2 separate regions of the Canis lupus genome follow, and region 2 is linked to region 1. Evidence: chromatin contacts called from public Hi-C data. All regions are on one chromosome and are shown on one strand. Each heading gives the region's core, a stretch centred on a gene start, on an enhancer-like site or on the middle of the called end of the contact. The rest is flanking DNA. Distances are from core to core; before and after follow the strand shown. Region 1 has its middle 48 kb from the start of ANKRD13A. Region 2 holds the start of TCHP (trichoplein keratin filament-binding protein).

Region 1 (6,275 bases), core at 1,622-4,121:
AAAAAAAAAAAAAAAAGAACCTCCTGTGTCGTATTACAGTATGGTGCTAAAAATGATTAAATTCAGGGAAATCCCTTAGAAAATAATTGTTGCTTCTTGAGTGCTCTGTAAGTGTTCGAGTAGTGGCTGCCTCCAGAGAGGGGTGTTGCATGGCTACAGAGCCGGGAGAGTGGAGGTTTACTCCTCATCCCTTACCACTCCTAAGGCATATTTATTGTCATCTCCTGTGACCTCCATGTCAGCCCTGTAGCATGTAACTCACACTCTAGAGTTCATGGCACTGAAATTTGGAGATATGCAGAGATTCACAATACTAATACGTGAGGAGTCTGGGACAGGAATGTAGTTAGTACCCTGAGGACAGGGGTCCCTGAACACCCGGGACCTCTAGGTCATGCCCTATACACAAACGAAGGGCTCCTCTACTCTTTCTCAAAATATTTCTCAAGATTTCTACAGGAGACAGTTGATGACCCAAAAGAGTTTTCTGAGCTGAGAAAAGGGCCTAAACCCTGACTCAGCCTCCCACTTCTGGGTTTCAATTCCTGACCCAAAGCACAATGCAGTTATCCCCAAGTGAAGCCCCTCAGAAGGGCCAGGGGAAGCCCCAATGTGGCCCTCCTCGCCAGTGTTCACGCTACCAGCTGTCTCACATGGAGCCTTCTCAGGGACTAGCTGACCGCTCTCAGTGACCAGTGAGTGGTCTTGGTCTGCTCAGCTCCCAACCTACTCAGAATCCAGGACCTTCCAAACCAACCTTCACACGAAGGCTCTGCCAAGAATTAGCTTCCCTTCAACTGACCAACCTTGGCTGAGCAGCTACTGTGAATTAACCAGGAAAGTGGCCACCTGGGCTAGTGCTCTGATAATTTAATGAATGGAGTCTGGGACCCTCAATGGCTCACTGACTATTGTTCTGAGCAACCATCTGAGCAGCCTGGACTAAGATCTGGCTGACAGCGGGAGTGGGCTGCACTGGCGCGGAGTGGGCACCTCCTCTGCTCCTTCCCTCCTCCCCAAATCTAGTTTCTACAGACTCCTCATCCTTCCCTGGACCATGCAGTGGCAGGGCACAGAGCCCCATCTCATCTTAGAGGGACCCCTCCACCCTACCCCAGGACTCTGCTAATCCTCCAGACCCTGCTTCCTCTGTCACCAACAGGTATTTTTCCAAAGAAAACAAAAACACTAATTCAAAAAGATATAGGCACCCTCATGTTTATTGCAGCATTATTTATAATAGCCAAGATATGGAAGCAACTCAAGTGTCTATCAACTCAAGTGTCTACACACACACACACACACACACACACACACACACACACAGGAATATTACTCAGCCATTAAAAAAAAAACAAACCATGATATCTGCCATTCGCAACAACATGGATGGACCTAAAGGGTATTATGGTAAGTGAAATAAGTCAGTCAGAGAAAGACAAATACCGTGTGATTTCACTCATATGTGTAATATATGGAAACAAAACAAACAAACCAGACTCTTAAATACAGAGAACGAACTGATGGTTGCCAGAGGGGAGGTAGGTAGGGCATGGGTGAAATAGATGAAGGGGATTAAGAGGTACAAACTTCCAAATATAAAATAAATAAGTCGGGCAGCCCAGGTGGCTCAGCGGTTTAGCGCCTGCCTTCTGCCCAGAGCCTGATCCTGAAGACCCGGGATTGAGTCCCACGTCAGGCTCCCTGCATGGAGCCTGCTTCTCCCCCCCTTCTCTCTCTCTCTCTCTCTCTCTCTCTCTCTCTCAGTGGTTGAGCATCTGCCTTTGGCTCAGGTTGTGATTCCAGGGTCCTGGAATCGAGTCTCTGCCTATGTCTGCCTTTGTGTGTGTCTCTCATGAATAAATAAAATCTTTTAAAAAAAGAATTATCAAATCAATATGTTGTGCACCTAAAGTTAACATAACATTGCATGTATATCATTTATATTGGATGTATCTCAATTATATTTCATAATAAAAAAGAAAATATATAAGATGATGAATTATAGGCAGCCTAGTTCCCGATTTATACTAGTGCTCTAAAACATCAGAGGGGGACACTTGATGGGATGAGCACTTGGTGTTATGCTATACGTTGGCAAATTGAACTCCAATTAAAAAAATAAAAATAAAAATAAATAAATTAATTAAATTAAAACATCAAAAAAATAAAATAAAATAAAACATTTGCTAAAAGCAAGATTTCAGGTTAGCCATTGTCTTGATACTGGAGTAGAAAGAAAAAAAAAACTGGATAAAGATGGTAAGCTGGTGATCTCCCTCACTGGTAAGTTCCAAAAGCTGCTCACTAGGTCACCTTTTATGTCTTTAACCCTAGCATCTGGATGTGTTTCTGAGGTCAGAGAAGCCAAACCAGGGCTCAAAGTCTGAGTCAGTCTGCCCAATTCCTGTCCCTTAGTGGAGAAAGACATACTCTGGGGCCTGAGCTCAAGGACTAAGGCAGACAGAACATGCTGGTCTCCATAATTGCACTTCCTAATCCTGACCTGCCCTCCAGCTAAAGTCCAGGCCATTCAAACAGGCAGCATCTCTTTGTCTTTGGACTGACTACCAAATTACCAAAGGATTTGCATCAAGCCTAACTCTGCAGAGATGAGACACGTGGCGTTTCTAGTCTTTGTCATCATATACAAACCAACACACATAAATACGAACTCACATCCTTACTATAATGAACCCTGACAGTCAGGAGGGAGGTTAAGCATACAACTGACCCAGAAGTGAGTTTTGGGTCTGAGAAACACTCGCCACACATGAGCATCATCTCATTTGGCCTTTGCAACAGCCCAACGAAGCAGAATATCTGTTATCACATCCATCTTACAAAAGAGGAACTCAAGACCCATAGAGGTTAAGACACATAGTTAGAAAAAAGGGAAGTGAGAATTTGACCCCTAGCATCTTGGCTCAAGAATCTATATTGTAACCACCTTATTCTACTTTTGCTGGAGCAGTTCTGGGTACAGAGAGGAAAATAAACAGACTTTCCAAAAGGAAAGTTAGAAGCATGTGGTAAGGAAAATGATGGGGTCGTGGCGGCTTTCCAGACCCTAGAATGTACAGAGAAAAAACTGTGGCTTCAAGTCACATAATCTAAGCATGATGCAATCATTGTCAATTCTGTTGCATTGCAAATGTCTCACTTAACTCCTTCAAATCTAGATTTAGGCGTGTTCTTCAGTCCCCAGTTCAGTGGAAGAGTTGGTATTTAGAGTCCTGAGGCAAAGACAAGTACCTATCACAGCCCCTAAGGAAATACTGAGTATCCAGCAAATGTAAATATCAGGGTAACTTTCCATATAATCCCTTTCACTATTTCTTATATTCCGTGTATGAGTGAAACCGTATAATGATTGTCCTTCTCCGACTGACTTGTAAGGGAAAGGAGGGGAACTGAATGGGAAAAATTAGAGAAGGAGACAAACCATGAGAGACTCCTAACTCTGGGAAACAACAAAGGTAGTGGAAGGGGAGGTGGGTAGAGGGATGGGGTAGCTGGGTGACGGGCACTGAGGGGGGCACTTGATGGGACTAGCACTGGGTGTTATATGTTAGCAAATCGAACTCCAATAAAAAAATATACTAAATAAATAAATAATAAAAAAATTAAAAAAATCTTGATAGTTTCAAATATATATACATATGTATTTTAATTTTAATATCTCTTTTTAAGATTTTATTTATTTATTCATGAGAGAGAGAGAGAGGCAGACACAGGCAGAGGGAGAAGCAGGCTCCATGCAGGGAGCCCGACATGGGACTCAGTCCTGGGTCTCCAGGATCACGCCCTGGCCGAAGGCAGGCGCTTAACCGCTGAGCCACCCAGGGATCCCTAATTTTAATATATCTAATTTTAATATATTTAATTACATATACAATTACTCTGATACATATATGTGCATATGTACATATATAATTATATATATAATTACTCTGATACATACATACACACAAATATGTATCAGAGTAATTTCTTCAAAGATCCTTTACCCTGCCCTTGCCTACTCCCTGGACAAGAGCCTTTCCACACAAATTGCAAAATGTAGAGAATGAGACAAACAAACTCGTGTTTGTTTCCTGTTGATTGGAAAAAAGTGTTTGGTGACAGGTTCCAAATTGTTTACTTGTCATTGGAGTTAGTTCCCAAAGCTTAACACAAACTTTGAAAGGGGATTATTGGAAAAAAAAAAAAAAAAGGTTCATTTGCACAGTAAACTCCCTGGCCAGGGACACAAGTTTCTGGAACACAGTTGTGACTTGATGTCACCAAACAAACAAAATGTGTAACTTTAGAAGTCCTCAAAGTAGTTGTTCTCAGATTGACAAAAGGCAAAAGCTGCCAGAGTTGATGGTTTTAAAATGTTCACAAAAGTAAATTTCACCCTGTCTCAGTACACAAAAGCATAAACATGATTCTGTGTGAGGAAAATTTTTAAAAAGGCAAAACCTTAATCAACAACAGAAGGGACAAAAAAAAAAAAAAAAAAAAAAAAACCAGAAAGGACAAATGGTACAGGAGAAGCCTCTTAATTCTCTGCTCTAAATGTAGCTGAAATATACATTTTGCAGCTGTATTTTAAATATATAACTTTTTTGGAAGCCAGCCCTCTGCCATCATCTGACACTCCACTTCTGCTGGAGTTTTAACATTTTCAAAATGTAATCTTCAATCCCCAAGTAAGAAAAATAGTCTAAAAGACATGAAGGCCATATGGGGATTCCTATTTCACAGCAACATGAACTGAGATGAACTGCCAATGTCAGAGGGAGGAGGCGAGAGTGCAGATGCTTGTGTCAGACGGTCAACAACCGAGACAGCCATCCCCTTGGCTAAGATAACTGGAGTACTTCTTCACCTTGGGTTTCTCTGGATCCACCATGTGTCAGGACTACCCAACTCAGCAGATAAGCCAAAGCAGAAAAAAAAAAAAAATGATAGGCTTAAGTGACTGCATGATTGCAGTCACTGCAAAATCTAGCCCAGGGGTCCTGGGCTAGATGCTCCATGTAATCAGACTTCCACGGTTTCCACCACCATGGTTATGCCAGATCTCTCTTCTTCCGTGTTGGTTTCATCATTCCAACAGAGGCCCAGAGTGGCTTTTAAAAACTCAAGCAAAAAAAAAAAGTATAATTTGGGTATAATTCCCATTGGTCTAGCTCAGAGTCACATGCTCAGGGATCTGAACACATCACTGTAGCCAGAGGGATGGCTGATGCTGATTGGTCACATCTGGGTCATGTGTTCACTGGTGGAGCTAGGAACATGTGTATTGCCCCATAAGCCTGGAAGGATGGGTGATTCCCCACAAGTCACCTGCTGTAATTGGAAGGAGGGAAATAGATCTTGGGCAGGCAAAAACAGAATTCATTCTATCTTCAACATGGCGTGTCCCAAGCCTTTTAAAATACAGCTGCAAAATGTATATTTTCAGCTACATTTAAAGCAGAGAAGCAAAGTTTTTCTCTTGTATCATTTGTCCCTTATAGGTTTTTTAAAAATTTTTATTTATTTATTCATGATAGAGAGAGAGAGAGAGAGGCAGAGACACAGGCAGAGGGAGAAGCAGGCTCCATGGCAGGAGCCTGACGCAGGACTTGATCCAGGGACTCCAGGATCATGCCCTGGACCAAAGGCAGGCGCTAAACCGCTGAGCCACCCAGGGATCCCCATCCCTTCTGTTTTTAATTATGGCTTTGCCTTCTTTATTTTCCCAAGATGTTCGCATCTCCAGTGATTCTCACGATGTTCACTTCCTCCTCAGAACTTCTGTGTTTTCCTGTGATTTGCTCAACACTCTTAAGGCTGCAGTTTTGTCTTTCGCCTGAATCACCTCAACAATGGACACTACCCCCCCTCCTTTATTGGCCAAAATGCCCCTATTATGCATTTTTGTGCATAATTCCTGCTCTGGGATGATTATTTGTGTCCCCCTCAACTCATATGTTGAAATCCTAACCCCCAGTGTGATGGCACTGGGAGGTGATTAGGCTATGAAGGTGGAATCCTCACAAATGGGATTATAAAAGAGATCCCACAGGGGCACCTGGATGGCTCAGTCCATTAAGAAGTCAACTCTTTTTCTTTTTTTTAAGATTTATTTGAGAGAGAGAGTGCATGAGCACAAGTGGGAAGGAGAAGCAGACTCCCCACTGAGCAGGGAGCCCAACACAGGGCTTCATTCCAGGAACCTGGGATCATGACCTGAGCTGAAGGCAGATGCTTAACCAACTGAGCCACCCAGGCACCCTAGT
Region 2 (6,275 bases), core at 2,653-5,152, 120 kb after region 1:
CTGCCTGCCTCATTAGCCTCAATCCTGCAACAGCCCCTCCCTCTCTGATGGCACAACCCCCAGCCACTGTTGCTCCCTGGACTCTCTCAGACCTGATCCTTGCTCAGCTGCCTCAAGCTGGAATGTCCTTTCCTCACCTCGACACCATCAAGTTAATGCCCATGTCCTTCCAAACTCCTCCACCCCAGCAACTCCTCTGAGATGCCTCTCTAACCCCCAACTGAGTTGGGGGCACTGCCCTGATGCCCAGCTTTCTGGGCCTGCCCAGCCCACTGCAACCTGCACTGGACACAAGCTCCTGAAGAGTGGGGCCCCATCTAATCTCCACATGCCCAGGTGGTGGACCATACGGCAAATGTTCAGTAAGTGTTGGCTGAACACCAAACAAACCAGATCTGTATGGTACATTTTTCAGGTGGCTGGGGTGTTCTCTCTTGTTTCACCCCAGCAAGAGATGCCAGCTTAAAAAAACAAGAAGGGAAACATGATTTCATCTACTTAGGCAAATCAAAGATTTTCACCTCTCGAAGTTTGGGGTTGTTCTTCTTCCAATGTTCATACAAAAGTTGTTCAGCAATCTGTCAAGAAAACACACAAAAAAGGAAGCCTGATTTCACTTTTCAAATCCATTCATATTTTGGATAACTCCCAGTGGAAGTTCAGCTCAGGCTGAGAGCCCCTCCACTGGCACGCCATCACTGCACCTGCCCTTCAGACCTCCTGCCTGCCTTACACCCCCGGCTCTGGGAGACATCAGAGTGGAACCAGACAGCCTTGACAAATGACTCCCACAATAGTGATGGAAGGGTGCCAAGATCTGATGCTACAGATGCGTCCCAGATGTGACAGATCTGCTGCAAAATATACAGCAGGCTTAAATACACAGACTGGTGCTCACCATTCCCCACAACTACTTGGAAGATAAAATACACCAGTGCCAAGCCTTTGTGGGACCACAGGACTGGAATGAAGACAAAGGACTCTGACATAATGATTTAAGGGGCCAAAGAGAACAGAGGTGGCTTGTGCGAAACACACATCACGAACAATGCAGCACAAGTACCTCCCCCTGCTGGCTTTGCAGTTAACTGCTGTCTGATCAGCCCAGAGTGCCCAGCCGTGATCCCACATGTCACTGACAAGCTGGGGACACTCCTGCTCTGTTGCTCCTAAAGGGCTAGAAGTTACCAGTTTTCTTTGCTCTTCTCGGGCCGACTTCAGACTGCCGTGCCGCTCCCGGATTCTTCCCTCCCGCAAGTCCATGCTTAACCGCAGCGCCTCGAGTTCTCTGGCCAGCAGCTCCTGCTCCTCCAGCAGCAGCTGCCTGAGCCTCTCCCGTCTGCCTTCCAGCTGCTTCCTCTTCTCCTCCTTCATCTTCTCACGCTGATAGGCATACATGCTGGGTGAGAGGGAGCCCTCCCTAAATCAGCCGCACTAGAGCCACACATGGCATGCTCTGCTCTGATGCGTGGCAAAGGAGGCTGAGGCGGACATGACATGGTGACACGGGCAAGTGTCTTCCAGCCGAAGCAAAGACAGCGGGTCACAGAACACTATGCATAACAGAATCTGGTTTTTGTGAAAAGAAAATGTACAGTGGTCTCATATATGCATGTACCAGCTAACTTTGACCAGTAACCATGTACCAGATACTATGTACATGGATGGCTTTCTATTAATCAAAAGTCCTACAAAGGAGGTCCTGTTGTAGCCCTACTTCACTGAAGAAGAAACTGAGGCTCATTCCTACAGCAAGTGACACAGTCAGGATTTCCATCTAGGTTTGTCTGACTCTGAAGCCTATGCTTTTAACTTTCACATCTTTACACATATTTCTGCAACAAAGGATGTACATGTATATGTATATTTATACACACACAACTGGGGAAAAGCACAGGAGGATCCATATTAGACTGTTAATTGTAGTTCCCTCAGGGGATCTAGGGTTACCAGGAGACTCCCAAATTCTACATGTATTTCCTATTCTTTTCTCCTTTTCAGTGCAAACATATCATTTCATGATGATCTTCCTTTTCAATGGTCAGTAAACATCACCATGCAAGTCATCTATGCCGTCCAGCAAATTCAAGAAAACATGCTGTTAAGCCATGTTCTACCTTCCCATCCCCCGCCAGGGGTTCTTAAAGCCACAAGCCGTAACCAACAAGTGGCTTCCTGCCTTTGTCCCACCAAGGTCCCAGCAGGTACCTCCGCTGGTAGGAGGTCTTGGAGCTCCATTCCGCCTGTTTGGAGCTACAGATATCAGACATCCTGAAGTAGCGGCTGTTCTGGTCCCACTGCTGCCGAAGCCGGGCCTCCTGCTCTCGGTGTCGCTGTCGGGCCATCTGCTGGTCCAGGAGCCTCCGGCTGCACCAGTAGGAGGGCAGCGTGGGAAGTGCCATCTGAAGAGAATGGCAATGGTACGAAAATGGGCCTGCTGCAGCTCCCTAATGAGCGGTCCTCACCCCTTGGCTGCCCCCTGGAATTACCCCACTCCAAACCAATGACACCAGAAGTCTTAGTGCCCGCCCCCAGGCATCAGCATTTTTAAAATGACTTGCATATCATTATTTTAAATGAGCCTGGACTGCACCCAGCTGTGAGCCAGACATCATCAAGGGCGTTGCAGACGAAGACTGGAACCAATGCTGACCCAAGCACTTGGGGGCTTCTATGTTCTCCACCAAGTAACAGGGATAACGATTTCAGGAATGTATATATGTGCCAAGCTCTTGGCATACATGATCTTTTTCATTGTTAAAATCACCCCATTATTTGGCAGGTGAGCAAACTCAAGTTCAAAATGGTAAAGTGACTTGCCCAAGACCACAGAGCCAGGAAGCAGAAGAGATGAAAGGGCTGGGAACCTAATTCACGCCAGTGTCAGACCAGGGCCTGGGCTCTGTAGATGTCAATAGGCTGCCCATGGGGACCAACAGGCCCTGGGTCAGGCAACCCCCAGGGAGTGCTCCAGCCTGGCTGTCACACCTGGAAGTGTTCTGGATTAGCACGGGGGTGACATTCCTCCACTTAGAAATGGAGAAACTGAGACCCAGAAAGGAATCGAGTTGCCCAGGTCACGACGCAAAACGGGGACACAATGGAGACTTGAAAGCAGGCAGCAGTCTCAGTCCAGGCACCCCTCTCCCTGACCCCAGGGCTGCCCCGATGGGCAGGGCCTACACAGTGTCTGGCTACCACAGTGCTCATGGAATGTTTCCTGAATATGCTTAGAAGTCTGGGTCCAGGCCAAGCCTCAAACTCAGTGCTCAGACCTGCAAGAACATAATGTGCGTTCATGGTCTGCGGCTGCCAGTTTACAGCCTGTCTTGAAACTGGGGCGGACTGGCATCACGTTTTCCCTGCCCCAAAAGCACCCCATGAAAAGCTCTGCACCAGGAATCAAGAAACAAGACTGGTCCCGGATCGCCTCTTTCTCTCAGCCCCTAAGACAGCCTCCTAAGACAAAAGGAGTTGCAGAGCAAGGCGCAGGGAGGGCGCAGGGAGGGCGCAGGGAGGGCGCAGGACCGCCGCAGGGGGCGCAAGGAACGCGCGGGGGGGGGGGGGGGAGCGGGACAGACGCAGGGTGGGTGCGGGGAGGGCGCAGGACGGCCGCAGGGGGCGCGGGGACGGCGCGGGGACGGCGCGGGGAGGCCGGGCCCCAGGACGTCCGCCACGGTTCCCGCCCGCGCGGGGCCACGGGGTCCCGGCGCCCACACCCGCCCGGCCGAGCCCACCGTCCGACTCACGTTTCTCAGCGCCCCGGAGTTTCCGAAAAGCGCCCCCGCCGAGCTCGTGCATGCCCCAGCCACGCCCGCCCCGTCCCGCCGCCACCTTCCCGGCGCCGCACGGCCCCCACGCCGGCGGTTTCCCCGCCCGTTGCCCGGGCAACGGATCGACGACGGAGCGCCGCGAGGGCCAAGCTGCCTCCAGCGCGATCCCAAACGCGCGGAGAGAAAGGAGGCTGGTTTGGGTTTTTCTTTTTTTCCTCTGGCGCCCTCTCGCGGTGGGGCGGGAGATCAATCCCAAACATCGCTAGTCCCGGAACCAAGGAAGGATGAAGGCAAAAAGAAGCCTCTTCACGACTAGGCAAAATTCAGGATGGTAGTTACCCGGGAGGGCGCGGGTGGGGGGTGGTGATCGAGGTGAGGACTGGGCGGGTCTCGGGCCTGGCTGCACACGGAGATTACCCGGGGGGGGGGGGGGGGGTCTTAAACGGCCGCTGCCGAGGCGCCTGCGGGGCTCCGCGGTTGGGCGTGATCCTGGGGACCTGGGATCGAGCCCCGCGTCGGGCGCCCTGCGCGGAGCCTGCCTCTCCCTCTGCCTGTGTCTCTCAGGAGTAAATAGAGCTTTCTTTTTTTTAAGTCCAGATGCCTTTAAACAAGAAACAAATAAATTCAGATGCAAGAACCAAACTCCAGGCCGATCCCATCAGGTTCTCCAGTTGTCAGGGTTGTCGGGCCCCCAGATGCACTCAGTGTGCCCCGGGTTCCAAGAACGGTCACCTAAGTGCATACAAGCTATTGGTAACTGTTGTCTAGCTTGGTGGTGGGTACAAGGGTGTTCATTGGTGCTTCAGGACTCACATGTGTTCCATGTATTATTTTATGTATGAAAACGGTGGTAAAGGGGTGTGCACTTGGCTCATTTGGGGGAACCTGCGCACTCCTGATGTCTAGATCATGAGTTCAAGCCCCATGTTGGCCATAAAGCATAGTTTAAAATTTTGTTTAAATAAACTTACCTTAAAAAAAGTCATAAAGATGACTTCACTCATTTATCCTCTTTTGTTTGCTCATTCTTCATGTTTAATTCTCTTAATTCCTCCCTTCATTCTCTTTCATCTGTCTGGGTTTTTTTCTGGGTACAGCATAGTCAGTATCTTGAACATTTTGGCCTCTATTCCGACCCCCCCACAAGCCAGTTATGAGGTCTCGGGCAGGTCACCTCACCTCACCTCTCTGGGAAAAGAGAATGGTCAAGTAATTGAACAGGGAGACCATTAGATGAGGCAGCTCTGATGCCTTGCTAGCCCAGCAAGCAAACCAAAACCAACACCAGAATCAAGGCTCTCAAATCTGAGAAAAAGTAAACGTGAGGTCAAACAGCCACCTAGCCTTGCCCAAATAAAGCAACTACTTAAGCTGTAGCCAATAAAATGATTTCCTTGCTTTGCTTTTGTCTCTTCTCTATAAAATAAAATAAAATAAAATAAAATAAAATAAAATAAAATAAAATAAAATAAAATAAAAAGCTCTCCCCCAGGTCCTGTGTGTGGCAGAGAGTTCCTACCCACATTGGCCTGGCACTACCCAGTTAAAATTGATATATTCCAAGTACACTCTTGAAAAAAAAAATTAATGTGCCTCAGTTTACCTTTTAACAAGAATACCAGCAGTGCTATTTTTTAGAGTTGCCCTTATGGGACAAAATGAAGGTTTCAGTGGAGAGCACACGGTAGCAGAGCACCTGGTGCATCTCAGGTAAGTACTCTTTCTTCACATCTCCCATGACTCCACTCGTGCTGACCCAGGATCAGCCCTGCCCCATGCATGAGGCATGCATGGCCCCTCCTGTTGGCCCCTATCTCTTTGGCCAGGCTCATGGCCACTTTCCCATATTATGTCCCCAGTGGACCAGGGAGGCAGCTGCCCCCTGGGGTCAGCCCAGCAGAAGAGCCCAATACATAAATGCTTGTTGGTGGGTCTCTGTGAATGTGGTAGGAACTTCAGAAATATGTGGATGTTGGGGTGGGGGGGTGGAAAGAAATATGTGCATTGGGTAGGGGAAGACCTGGCTTATGATTTTATGCCTTTTGAGTGAGTCCCCTCTGTTCCCTGAGCCTTGTTTTCTTCCTTTCTTTTTTTCATTTTAAGATTTTATTTATTTATTCATGAGAGACCCAGAGAGAGAGGCAGAGACACAGGCAAAGGGAGAAGCAGGCTTCCTGCAGGGAGCCCAATGTGGGACTCGATCCTGGGACCCCGGGATCATGACCCCAGCCAAAGACCAATGCCCAACCACTGAGCCACCCAGCTGACCCCAGGCACCCCTTATCATTCCTGTTTTACAGTTGTCTAAACTGAGCCTCAGAGGGTGGTGTCCTTGCCCCAAGGAAGGTGGTAGAAGCCTCACCCTGTCTGGTCCTAGGCCGGGCCTTCGCAGCAGGGATCACCACCTTCCCTCCTATCCTCAGGGCATCCAGCGCAGAGTAGGCTCACCATAAATATTTGTTGGGAAGGAATGAGTAGATTACCTGCTTTTGAACCCCTTCT

What was found. A called contact is a pair of places that touch in the nucleus more often than the background predicts.
Region 2: a Hi-C map of blood shows a contact between it and region 1, with 2.0 times the contacts expected there. The contact joins the promoter of TCHP here to the enhancer-like site in region 1. A contact is called at or near these places in 2 of 9 Hi-C or Micro-C datasets (amygdala and blood).

What each region holds. Positions count from the first base shown.
Region 1 is chr26:17,468,295-17,474,569 of UU_Cfam_GSD_1.0, forward strand. No RefSeq gene overlaps it. Among named protein-coding and RNA genes, the nearest start is that of ANKRD13A, 48 kb to the right of the region's middle. Within about 2 kb of position 2,872, at least 2 of the 20 cell types and tissues checked have an H3K27ac peak or open chromatin away from gene starts, as enhancers often do. A contact at or near this core is called in blood, where this site is marked.
Region 2 is chr26:17,590,638-17,596,912 of UU_Cfam_GSD_1.0, forward strand. TCHP (trichoplein keratin filament-binding protein) reads right to left here and starts at 3,903. Exons shown (of 14, transcript XR_005379282.1): 1 at 3,750-3,903; 2 at 2,209-2,402; 3 at 1,189-1,399; 4 at 522-578.